2 separate regions of the Macaca mulatta genome follow, and region 2 is linked to region 1. The links are chromatin contacts, called in public Hi-C maps. All regions are on one chromosome and are shown on one strand. Each heading gives the region's core, a stretch centred on a gene start, on an enhancer-like site or on the middle of the called end of the contact. The rest is flanking DNA. Distances are from core to core; before and after follow the strand shown. Region 1 holds the start of MRFAP1L1 (Morf4 family associated protein 1 like 1). Region 2 holds the start of MRFAP1 (Morf4 family associated protein 1).

What was found. A called contact is a pair of places that touch in the nucleus more often than the background predicts.
Region 2: a Hi-C map of fetal cortex germinal zone shows a contact between it and region 1, with 4 times the contacts expected there. The contact joins the promoter of MRFAP1 here to the promoter of MRFAP1L1 in region 1. A contact is called at or near these places in 6 of 14 Hi-C or Micro-C datasets (CD4 T cells, blood, cortical neurons and 3 more).

Annotation. Positions count from the first base shown.
Region 1 is chr5:6,325,185-6,330,371 of T2T-MMU8v2.0, reverse strand. MRFAP1L1 (Morf4 family associated protein 1 like 1) reads right to left here and starts at 1,631. Exons shown (of 1, transcript NM_001193928.1): 1 at 1-1,631. The coding sequence starts at 1,381. The coding sequence ends at 998.
Region 2 is chr5:6,392,649-6,398,075 of T2T-MMU8v2.0, reverse strand. MRFAP1 (Morf4 family associated protein 1) reads left to right here and starts at 2,148. Exons shown (of 2, transcript NM_001193938.2): 1 at 2,148-2,234; 2 at 2,354-3,180. The coding sequence starts at 2,389. The coding sequence ends at 2,772.

The sequences.
Region 1 (5,187 bases), core at 382-2,881:
TCTTCCACTGCACCTCTAAAGTTGGAAGATTCTGATCCCAAGTCTTGACGTGTTCCCAAAAACGATCAGGTCACAAAGGTAACAGCAAAATACAAGGCCATGCCCAACATTTCAAAAACACAGCGAAGTAACAAGAGTAAACGTGACCACGAAAACAACTTAATTAAGCCCCATTTCTCTTGTGAAAGTATTTCTTCGACAAAAGTTGTATTTCCAGAACCAAACACATTTGATGATCTAAATCCATATCGAGGTCATCAATCACTGACCATAAGGGAGACTGTTACATGGGGGTAAAAAACATACAAAAACAAAACAGAGAAAATGACAAGCTGTTTCAGTTTCCTCAAGGTGTCAGTTCATCCTTACCAGTCGACTACAGTCCTCAGCTGTGAACCTAAAGCACAATTGGGAGAAATTTACCATGAAGACATTGACTCTCAAAGTTCCATATCTTGATGTTAAAAATAAATGTGAACCACCCAGAAGAATGCCACTTCTTTGAGACACGGTCCTCTGACATACCTGTCTCACAGAACAGTCTGGAAATTTCAGGTAATGGCCTCTGGCTTTACTCTTTTATTTCTTTCCCTGCGTTCTCAGCCTGCGTTCCATTGTGCTCCACAGCCTAGGTCTTCTGTGGCTTTCCCCAAACTCCCTTAGTGCCGAGACAGGTCTACTTCCTGGCGACTGCCCTATTAGAACTGACTTACGTTTCACAAAAACAAACCCGAAGTTACTTTTATTTTTCTCTAATTACCAGTGTGGGAGGGAGAGGCCACAAAAAAACGGTATACTAACACCTAACAAAACCAGCACGCATTCTTTCCTCTTGACCCCAACTTTGTTCCCAATGCTCAATTTTTGATGCGATAAAATGGGGGATGCAGGCCTAGAACATAACTTTTTACAGGGCGCGGTTTAACCATGCTTAGGGCGACTACTGAGTTCCATCCAAGCTCCCGCGAGTTTCCGACCTTACCGCCGATTTCCTCCTTCAAGAAGACTCGCTTCTCTCTATTCGCCAGACGAGCTCGACCAGCATCTCTGCCATCTTCGCAATCTCCTTGGCCTTCTCCTCAGCCTTCTCGCACAACTCCGACACTCTCTCGTCGGCTTCGCCACTCGGGTGCTGCACGTGATTGAGGGCGCTCTCCTCCGAGGCCTCTACCTGCGTTTTGATCTGGATGAGCATATTGTCCATCTCCCACAGCTTGCTCCTGGTTCGCAGGTACGCCCGCCCGTGCTCGCGTATAAGAGACGCGATGTCCTCGCGCATCTCGTTGATGACCGGGAGCAGGAACTGCTCGAAATCCTCCTCCGGCTCCAGCACCTCCACTTCCTCAGGCGCTTCCACCTCGTCTATGTCCAGGGGCCGCATCTCCTCCTGCCGCTTCTTCAGTACCGGAGGGGCGTTCTTCTTACCGGAACCCCCCAGGGACTGGAGATCAGCAGTGATTGCTGGAGGCTGAGCCCACACGCTTTGTCAATAGTACTCCCGAATTATCTTTAATTTTTTTCTTCCTTTTAATTGTAAGCCTTTAGCTTTGGAACTCCGTGGGAAGAATCGCCGTGGATACACACAGCAAAGCGACCTGCGAAATGGAGTCGCAGCCGTCAACTCGCCCTCGGCCTTTTTGCGGCCCTTTCACGACAGAGCCGGGCTCCTTTACGGTCACGCCTTCGGCGAGACCCAGTAGCGGGCGCGCGCACGTAAAGGGGTCTCGGGCGCGCGCATGGCTATGGCCGTCAGCTTCCCGGCGCCCCGCCTCGCCCTCTTCTCTAATTTAGATTGGTGGCGGCAGGTTTGTTCGCGTCTTCCCCTAAAGCTTCCCTTCAGAGGGGTTTTACTTTTATTATTATTTTTTTAAAGTAAAAATGACCCTCCCTTCCGCATATTTGAATAAGACTGGCTGGCGTTCACAGCGCTTACTATCTAAGCATGCAGAAGCTTGGATTAATTTATATGAATTCACTTAGCCCTCACAACGAACCTATAAGAGAAGTAAAAACCGGGCTAAAAGTCGTGATTTGAGCTCAAAGCAATGTGGGTCCACAGTCCCTGCTCAGTGTTCTAGAATGGAACTCGTCCCTCTGTCCTCCCCACCCCTGGCTCATACTTTTGTTCTGGGGGGAATTTCGCTCGCTGCCTTGGGTGGTTCTGGCCCGTGATTTTTGGTCTCTCTTCAGAGTCTGTAAGGTCCTCAAGGTAAAGGGCAACTTCTGTTTCAGTTCTGTCCTCCGCCCTTTCCGTCAGCCTGGCGTCAAGCAGGGCCTTAGAGAATGCTTTAGAGAGAGGAATTGCCTAGTACCTAAGTGCCTCTACCAGACTGGAGGCTGTTTGGGGACAGGTTCTGGTCTTGGTCACCTTTATGTCCCTCCACACACAAGACCTGAAAATGAGCAGGGACCTAGTAAATGTGGCTTTGATCGTCAATACGTTTTGATCACCAACCTAATGCCATTGTGGAATGGAAGAAGTCTATTGCTAGGCTTAGTCACCCAGTGCCACACTAGTAGTAATATGAGTGTGTGTAGAGGGGGGATCCTTCTTACACAAGTGCCACAGATCAGAACTTCAGTTTTCCAGTCTGATAAAGACCAATGGCCCCAGCCTGAATATCTGTCAGTGGGAAGAGGGATTTGTAAGATGACGTGTGCGAAACAGTTTTGCAAACACCAACATTCTAGCAGATGTTCATCAAAAGAACATTAAGAGGGAAAGAGCAAGGCACCGTGAAAAAAGATATTTGACTCATGCAGAATATATTGAGAACTCCTACAGATCAAGAAGGAAAAGACAAAATTTTAAAACAGGCAAAAGACATAGGCTGGCACTTCACAAAAGAGAATATCCGAATGGCCAATAAGTATATGAAGAGGTTTTCAACTTCATGATTCAACAGGGAAATGCGGATTAGAAAGCACAACGAGGAAGCACTGTACATCCACTAGAATTACTAAAATTGAAAATACTGACAATACCAAGTATTGGGGAAGATGTGGAACAACTGGAACTCTTATACATTCTTGATGGATGTCTTAGTCTAGTCTGAACACCATAACAAAATACTATAGACTGGGTGGCTTAAACACAGACATTTATCTTCTCACAGTTCTAGAGGCCAGAAGTCCATGATTAACGTGCCAGCAAATCTGGTTTCTGGAGGTGAGGGCTCTCTTCCTGAATTGCAGATGGCCGCCTTCCTGCTGCAGTCCTCACATGATCTCTTCTTTGTGCATGCAGTGTTGTGGGGTACAGGAAGGAGTGCCCTCTTGTGTCTCTTCTTATAAGAACATGAAGCTATAGGATCATGCCCCCACTTGTATGACCTTACTTACTGCTTTACTCCAAGTATAGCCACACTGGGGGTTAGGGCTTCAACATAAAAATATTGGGGGACACATATATTCAGCCCATAAAAATGGGAATGTAAGTTGTTACAATAATTTTGGAAAACTATTTGGCAGTATCTACCGAGATTAAACATATACCAATCCTATGTTCTAGCAAATTGACACCTTGTTATACACTTAAGAGAGTTTGAATGCAATTGTTTATAAAAATACATATACAAGAATATTCACAGCAGCTTTATTATAATAGCCCCAAAGTTAAAACAAACCAAATGTTCATCAACAGGAGAATAAATAAATAAAATGAATAAATGGTAGCATATTCCTTCAATAGTTTATTACTGCATAACCAGTTACCCCAACATTTAGCAGCTTTAAAATATTTATTATCTGTCATAGTGCATTTAGGCTGCTCTAACAAAATACCATAAGGTGGCCAGCTTCTCACAGTTCTGGTGAATGGGAAGTCCAAGATCAAAGTGCTAGTAGATTCTGTCTGGTGAGAACTAGTATTTTGGTTCATAAATGGTTCCTTCTTGCTGTGACCTCAGAGGATGGAAGGAGCAAGGGGTCTCTCTTATACGTCTTTTGTTTTGTTTTGTTTTGGAGATGGAGTTTCACTCTTGTCGCCCAGGCTGGAGTGCAATGATGCAGTCTCTGCTCACTGAAACCTCTGCCTCCAGGGTTCAAGCGATTCTCCTGCCTCAGCCTCCTAAGTAGCTGGGATTACAGGTGCCTGCCACCATGCCTGGCTAATTTTTGTATTATTAGTAGAGATGGGGTTTCACCATGTTGGCCAAGCTTGTCTCAAACTCCTGACCTCAGGTGATCCACCTGCCCCAGCCTTCCAAAGTGCTGGGATTACAGGCGTGAGCTGCCGCACCCAGCCCTCTTATACTACTTATAGACAGAGTCTTGCTCTTTTTGCACAGGCTAAAGTGCAGTGGAATGAGCATAGCTCACTGCCTCAAACTCCTGAGCTCAAGTGATCCTCTAGCCTCCACCTCCTGAGTAGCTGGGACTACAGGCACATGGCACCACACCCAGCTTAAACAAAATTTTTTTTTGTAGAGACGGGGGTCTTGCTATGTTGTCCAGGCTAGTCTCAAACTCCTAGCCTCAAACAATTCTCCTGCCTCTTCCTCCCAAAGTGTTGAGATTACAAGCATGAGCCACTGCAGCTGGCCTTATATCCTTTATAAGGGTACTAGTCACATTCATGAGGGCTCTGACCCCATGACCAGATCACTTCCCAAAGGCCCAATTTCCTAATACCAGCACTGTGTTGAGCTGTTCTCACATTGCTATAAAGGAATATCTGAGACTGGGTAATTTATGAAGAACAAAGGCTTAATTGGCTAAGGGTTCTGCAGGCTGTACAGGAAGCATGGTGCTGGCATCTGCTTGGCTTCTGGGGAGGCTTCAGGAAACTTATAATCATGGCAGAAGGCAAAGGGAGAGCAGGCATGTCACATGACCAAAGCAGGAGCAAGAGGTGGGAGGAGGTGCCACACACGTTAAATGACTAGATCTCATGAGAACTCACTAATCACAGGAGCAGTACAAAGGGGATGGTGCTAAACCATTCATGAGAAATCTGTCCCCATGATCCAGTCAACTACCAGCAGGCTCCAGCTCCAACACTGGGGATTACATTTCAACATGAGATTTGGGTGGGACATCCAAACCATATCAATCACCTTGTGGGGTAGAATTTAAACATATGAATTGGGATATGAGGACACAAACATTCAGACCATAGCATTATCTTATGTAGTTTCAGTTTAGTATCTTACATGAGGTTGCAGTGAACCTATCAGCTGGGGCTGC
Region 2 (5,427 bases), core at 899-3,398, 67 kb before region 1:
AATTAAGAAAGTTTATTTTGGCCAAAGTTAAGGATGTGTGTCCGTGATGCAGCCTCAGGAGGTCCTGAAGACATGTGCCCAAGGTGGTCGGGCACAGCTTGGTTTTATACATTTTAGGGAGATATGAGACGTCGATCAATATATGTAAGGTATACATTGGTTCCGTCTAGAAAGGTGGGACATCTCGAAGCAGGGAGGGGACTTCCGGGTCATAGGTCGATAAGAGACAAACGGTTGCATTCTTTTGAGTTTCTGATTGGCCTTTCCAAAGGAGGCAGTCAGAGATGCATCTATCTCAGTGACCAGAGGGGTGGCTTTGAGTTCTGCCAGTTGTCCACAAGGAATTTCCTTGTGAGGGAGGTATGTAGCTTTTTAATCTTAGTAGCTATCTTTTTTAGGAATAGAATGGGAGGCAGGTTTGCCTGATGCAGTTCCCAGCTTGACTTTCCCCTTTGGCTTAGTGATTTTGGGGTCCCGAGATTTATTTTCCTTTCACACAAGTAAACCCAAAAGTTGAGTTTTTACAAGATCAACCAAAATATTAAGAACCTGAGAAAAGTCTAAACATACACTTTCGTTTCTCTGAATCCTTAATTCTGCTATAGTCAAAACTGTGATGTGTCCCTTTAACTAGAAAATGAAAGCCAAATCCATGGGATTTATGCAAGCTGGATTTCTGAAAAGTTTATTGCTGTCTGGGAATGGGACAACAAGCTAGGAAATTAACATATCTCTCCTCATTCTGTGTTGAGTGGATGTTAAGGCAAGTTTACCAATATGCGCCAAGCTCTGCCCAGGGCGTTAGGGTATTAGGGCCACAGAGCTAAGACCCCAAAGAGCCCAGGATCCAGTGGAAGGGCTCAGAGGCGGTGGACAGCGCCTTGCACCACGCACTAAACATGGGTCTGCTGGGGCCTCAGGACGGAGCAGCCAGGCTCCACCTTGGGGTGTGGGGAGGCCGGTTTGGTGAAAAGACACCCAGACCCTTCTGACTCTCATCCAAGGAAGAAGGAAAACTCTTTAAAAAGGCAGTGAGGGCCGGGCGCACGGCTCATGCCTGTAATCCCTGCACTTTGGGAGGCCCGAAGTGGAAGGATCACTTGAGGCCAGGAGTTCAAGGCTGCAGTGAGCCATGATCCCACCAGTGGACTCCAGCCTGGGTGACAGAGAGAGACCCTGCCTCAAAAAAAACAAAAACAAACAAACAAACAAACAAAAACAAAAAAAGAAAACACCTTTTCAAATAATAATAAGTAAATAAAATGGCTGAGGGGGCTCAGGTCCCCCTGCGTGAGAGGAAGGGGCTTTAAGCGTCCAGCGGGGGTCGCTGCATTATCACGAAGGATCCTCCTCTTCTAGTGTGGAAGGCCCTTTTAAATTTTCATTTATATTTTATTTATTTTGCAACGGTGTTTCACTCTGATGCGCAGGCTGGAGAGCAGTGGCGCGATCTGGGCTCACTGCAACCTCCGACTCCCGTTTTCAAACGATTGTCTCAGCCTCCCAAGCAGCTGGGATTACAGGCAAGCAACACCACGCCCGGCTAATTTTTGTATTTTTGGTAGAGACGGGGTCTCCCCATGTTGGCCAGGCTGGTCTCGAATTCCCAACCTCAAGCCATCCACCCACCTCGGCCTCGCAACGTGCTGAGATTACAGGCGTGAGCCACCGCACCCGGGAAGTGTGGGAGGTCTTTTTTTAAAATGTAAACTCACCGGTGAAACCCCGTCTCTACCAAAAATACAAAAAATTAGTCCGGCGCGGTGGCGGACGCCTGTAATCCGAACGCTGAGGCAGGAGAATGGTGTGAACGCAGGAGGCGGAGCTTGCAGTGAGCCGAGACCGCGCCACTGCACTCCAGCCTGGGCTACAGAGCCAGACTCCATCTCAAAAAAAAAAAAAAAAAAAGTAAACTCGCGTGCCCGAGAAGCCCTCTAGGAGGGAAACACCCAGAAGAGGTCACCCTCCAAACACACAGTAGAAAAATGGTGACGCACGGAGGTAAGGGGAAGGCGGGAACGAGCGAGAGCGTGCGGGCTTGTGCCCGCGCGTGCCTGCGTGCGCGTCCGTGCGGCCGCGACGGTGCCCCCGGCGCCTCTCTTTCTAGACGTGCGCGCGCCCGCAGCTCGCCCCCCCTGACCGTAAAGAGGCCCGGCTGTGTCGTGAAAGGGGCCGCAACGCGCAGAGCGCTGGTTGACGGCTGGGACTCCATTTTGTTCGCCGTTACTCTACGCGTAAGTTGCTTCTCCGTGGCTTCTCTGAGGAGAAAAGTTGAAAAAGGGTAAAAGTTTTCAGGAATATTCGGGCTCTCTGTTGCTAAGCATAGCGAGTGTCGGTTTTCTCTCTCCAACAGACATCGCTACTGCGGTTCCGAGGCAGTGGGAAGAGATGCGGCCCCTGGACATCGTCGAGCTGGCGGAACCGGAGGAAGTGGAGGTGCTGGAGCCCGAGGAGGATTTCGAGCAGTTTCTGCTCCCGGTCATCAACGAGATGCGCGAGGACATCGCGTCGCTGACGCGCGAGCACGGGCGGGCGTACCTGCGGAACCGGAGCAAGCTGTGGGAGATGGACAATATGCTCATCCAGATCAAAACGCAGGTGGAGGCCTCGGAGGAGAGCGCGCTCAACCACCTCCAGAACCCGGGCGACGCGGCCGAGGGCCGGGCGGCCAAGAGGTGCGAGAAGGCCGAGGAGAAGGCCAAGGAGATCGCGAAGATGGCAGAGATGCTGGTGGAGCTGGTCCGGCGGATAGAGAAGAGCGAGTCGTCGTGAGCGCGGTCGGCGGTAAGTCGGGCACCCGCGCCGGGCAGAGGAGCGGCGCCAGCTTGGCTGCTCCTGGAGAGCGACGATTTCATCAAGATGCACCGGGATCGGGGGTGGGGCGGGAGAATAAAGGCGTGCTCGGGTCAGGGCGGATCTGGGCCCCGTCTTCGTGTTTTGTGTTTTGACGGTGGCGGCGTGGGATAATCAGAGTGGCCGGGTTTGGGCGTGATGCGTGTTCAGTGGAAGGTTCATAAATCTCAGAGTCGCCAAGGAAACAGAAAGGGACGAGGTCCCGGGCCATCCAGCAAGCGGGGGTGGAAATAGAGGATTTTCGGGGAAGGCGTTGGACAAGTCAACATTGCTAGAGACTGGAGGGAGTCAGGTGGTGGCCAGAAGAGGCGGCGTCCTGCACGGTGGTGGTCGTGAGGGTTTGGGGGTCGTTGTGCCCGGGATTAATCTCTCGATGATGAATTTCTTCTCATTGTGCTTTAGGTTGACAGCCAATGGATTCTGGTCAACTGGTGGAGATTGGCTGACACCCTGGAGAAACCGAAACCAGAGAGCCTTTTGTTTTCTCTTTTTTCCTCTGTCTATTGCTCTGTCTCACTTAACACTACGTTTTCTGCTATGGTCTGTGGTTGATGACCTCAATATGAGTTTCGATTGTTACGTGTTTTTGTTTGGAAAGTGATTTTGTTTGAAAATGCTCTCACATACAGGAATTAGGGCCTAGATTGTAAGCTCTTGCAGCAGTCACATCTGTTCCCGGGCTTTGGTGGTTATTTCTAAAGTTTTGAGGTGCTTTGCTCTTTCTTGTGTGACCTGATAGCTCCCTGGAACTTTGGGTCTCTGTGTGTGACACATGAGACTCACAGTTGGAGTTCTCCAGCTCTGGAGGTGCTGAAGGAGCTGCATTAATTCTGGAAGACGACTCCGTGCAGCAACTACTGAAGAAAGGACCAGACTTCAACGGGGAGTGCGGATGGGCCGACCTGGCTGGGACTCGTGAATCTGGAGAAGAGCTGGAGAATGGATAGTATTGTCTGTGATTGGAGACTTAATTTCTGTGTGAGACCAAAGGAGGAGAGATGTATTTTGTTCAAAGTTTAAATTTTATGTGGTACACTATCTTATGTAACCTGTCCAGTGAGTTTGTTTGGACAACCTAACTCAGCTTTACTTGACATGGAACCTAAAATAGAAGATAAGATCTTGATATTCTGTACAAGTTGATGTAATACCCTGATGCGTTTTAGGGGACTTGGCATAAAATGAAAGTTTTGCAGAGGCCCTTGAGGGGCTGGGGGATGAGAGTATGGAACTGTCTGCATTGGACCCTAAACTGGACTGGAAGAGGCATCTTCAAGGTTCATACGTTGTCCAGCTATAAGTTCATTTGAGTAGCAGACCTAACAAATATTTGAGGTCAAAACCCTACCGTGTTAAAAACAAACAAAAAAAACTTACCATGTTAATAAAAGTATTCATTTGCTTGAAAAGACCTAAAAGGTTATTGAGAAATGTTACTCTTTTAAGAATGAAATCTGCTGTCTCCCAGATTGTTCTCACGGTCAAATGGAGAGTGAACAACTTAACAGTTTCTGAGGCTCTTAGCCTCTAATCGAAGGGAAGCTTTATTTCTGTGTGCTGTTGGGAACTGGGTGAGGAAGAAACACACTTGGTTCTTAGTGTGCGAAGAAACCATATGTAATCCTGTGGTCCAGGCCTCTGCCTTCAGAGAGCCAAAGCACCTTCAGTCTTTCCAATTGGAACGTTGTTTTCCAGGCCTTGCACTGGGAATATAGCGATTGCAGTTGCAGGGTGAGGGATGACATAGAGTGGATGTGATACCCCACCCTTCTTCCAGAATGAAGCCTTTCTCCCCCAGCTGCTAGTGTTGCTGACAAACACCCCTCAGCTAGTTAGCCCTCTGGGAAGTGCCTTTTCAGAGAAGAGCTGCTTTAGCCTAAGTCATGCCCTTTTTCTGGGTAGCCTACATCTAGTGACTAATGGGCTGGAAATCTCAGGTCGCTATTTCTCTTACCGCAATTTGGGACAACTGTGAGGGATATGGTGGCTTCTGAGCTCGTGGGGTCTGCTGAGGCTTTTGTTGGGATTGCATCACACAGCCCACCTCCTCCCCACTCCCAACCTTTCATTCCTTCTCTTCCACAAGTGTTAATTCCCAAAAAACGTGCATCTAGTTTTCATCTTGGAGTCCACTTTCTGGGGAACCTAGTTGGTAGAAATCAAAAGACAGCCATGTGTCCCAAGCGCTAATAAAGATAGCGTGTCCCAGGAGAACACTGAGGGGGAGGTCTAGGAAAGCTTTTCAGAGCAAGTAACTGGTGAGCTTGGCCTTGAAAGAGGAGCACAGCTTCCAGGGTCAGGAAGAGCTGGAGAGGCATGCTAGGCACGGGAAGCAGAAAATGGAAGACGGTCAAGGTTTTCTGTGTGAGTTCCACACAGAGGAGGGAGAAATGTGTAGGATGGACTTAGGAACTGGGAAACAACCATGAAAACTGCATTTCATACATTTGCCAAAACAAGAAATGTGACATTGGTACAGCACTACCAGCTAGACTACTCTGCTTTCACCAGTTTCCCACTAAGGCCCTTTTTCTCTTCTGGGATACCACATTGCATTGGGGAGTTGATTTTTTT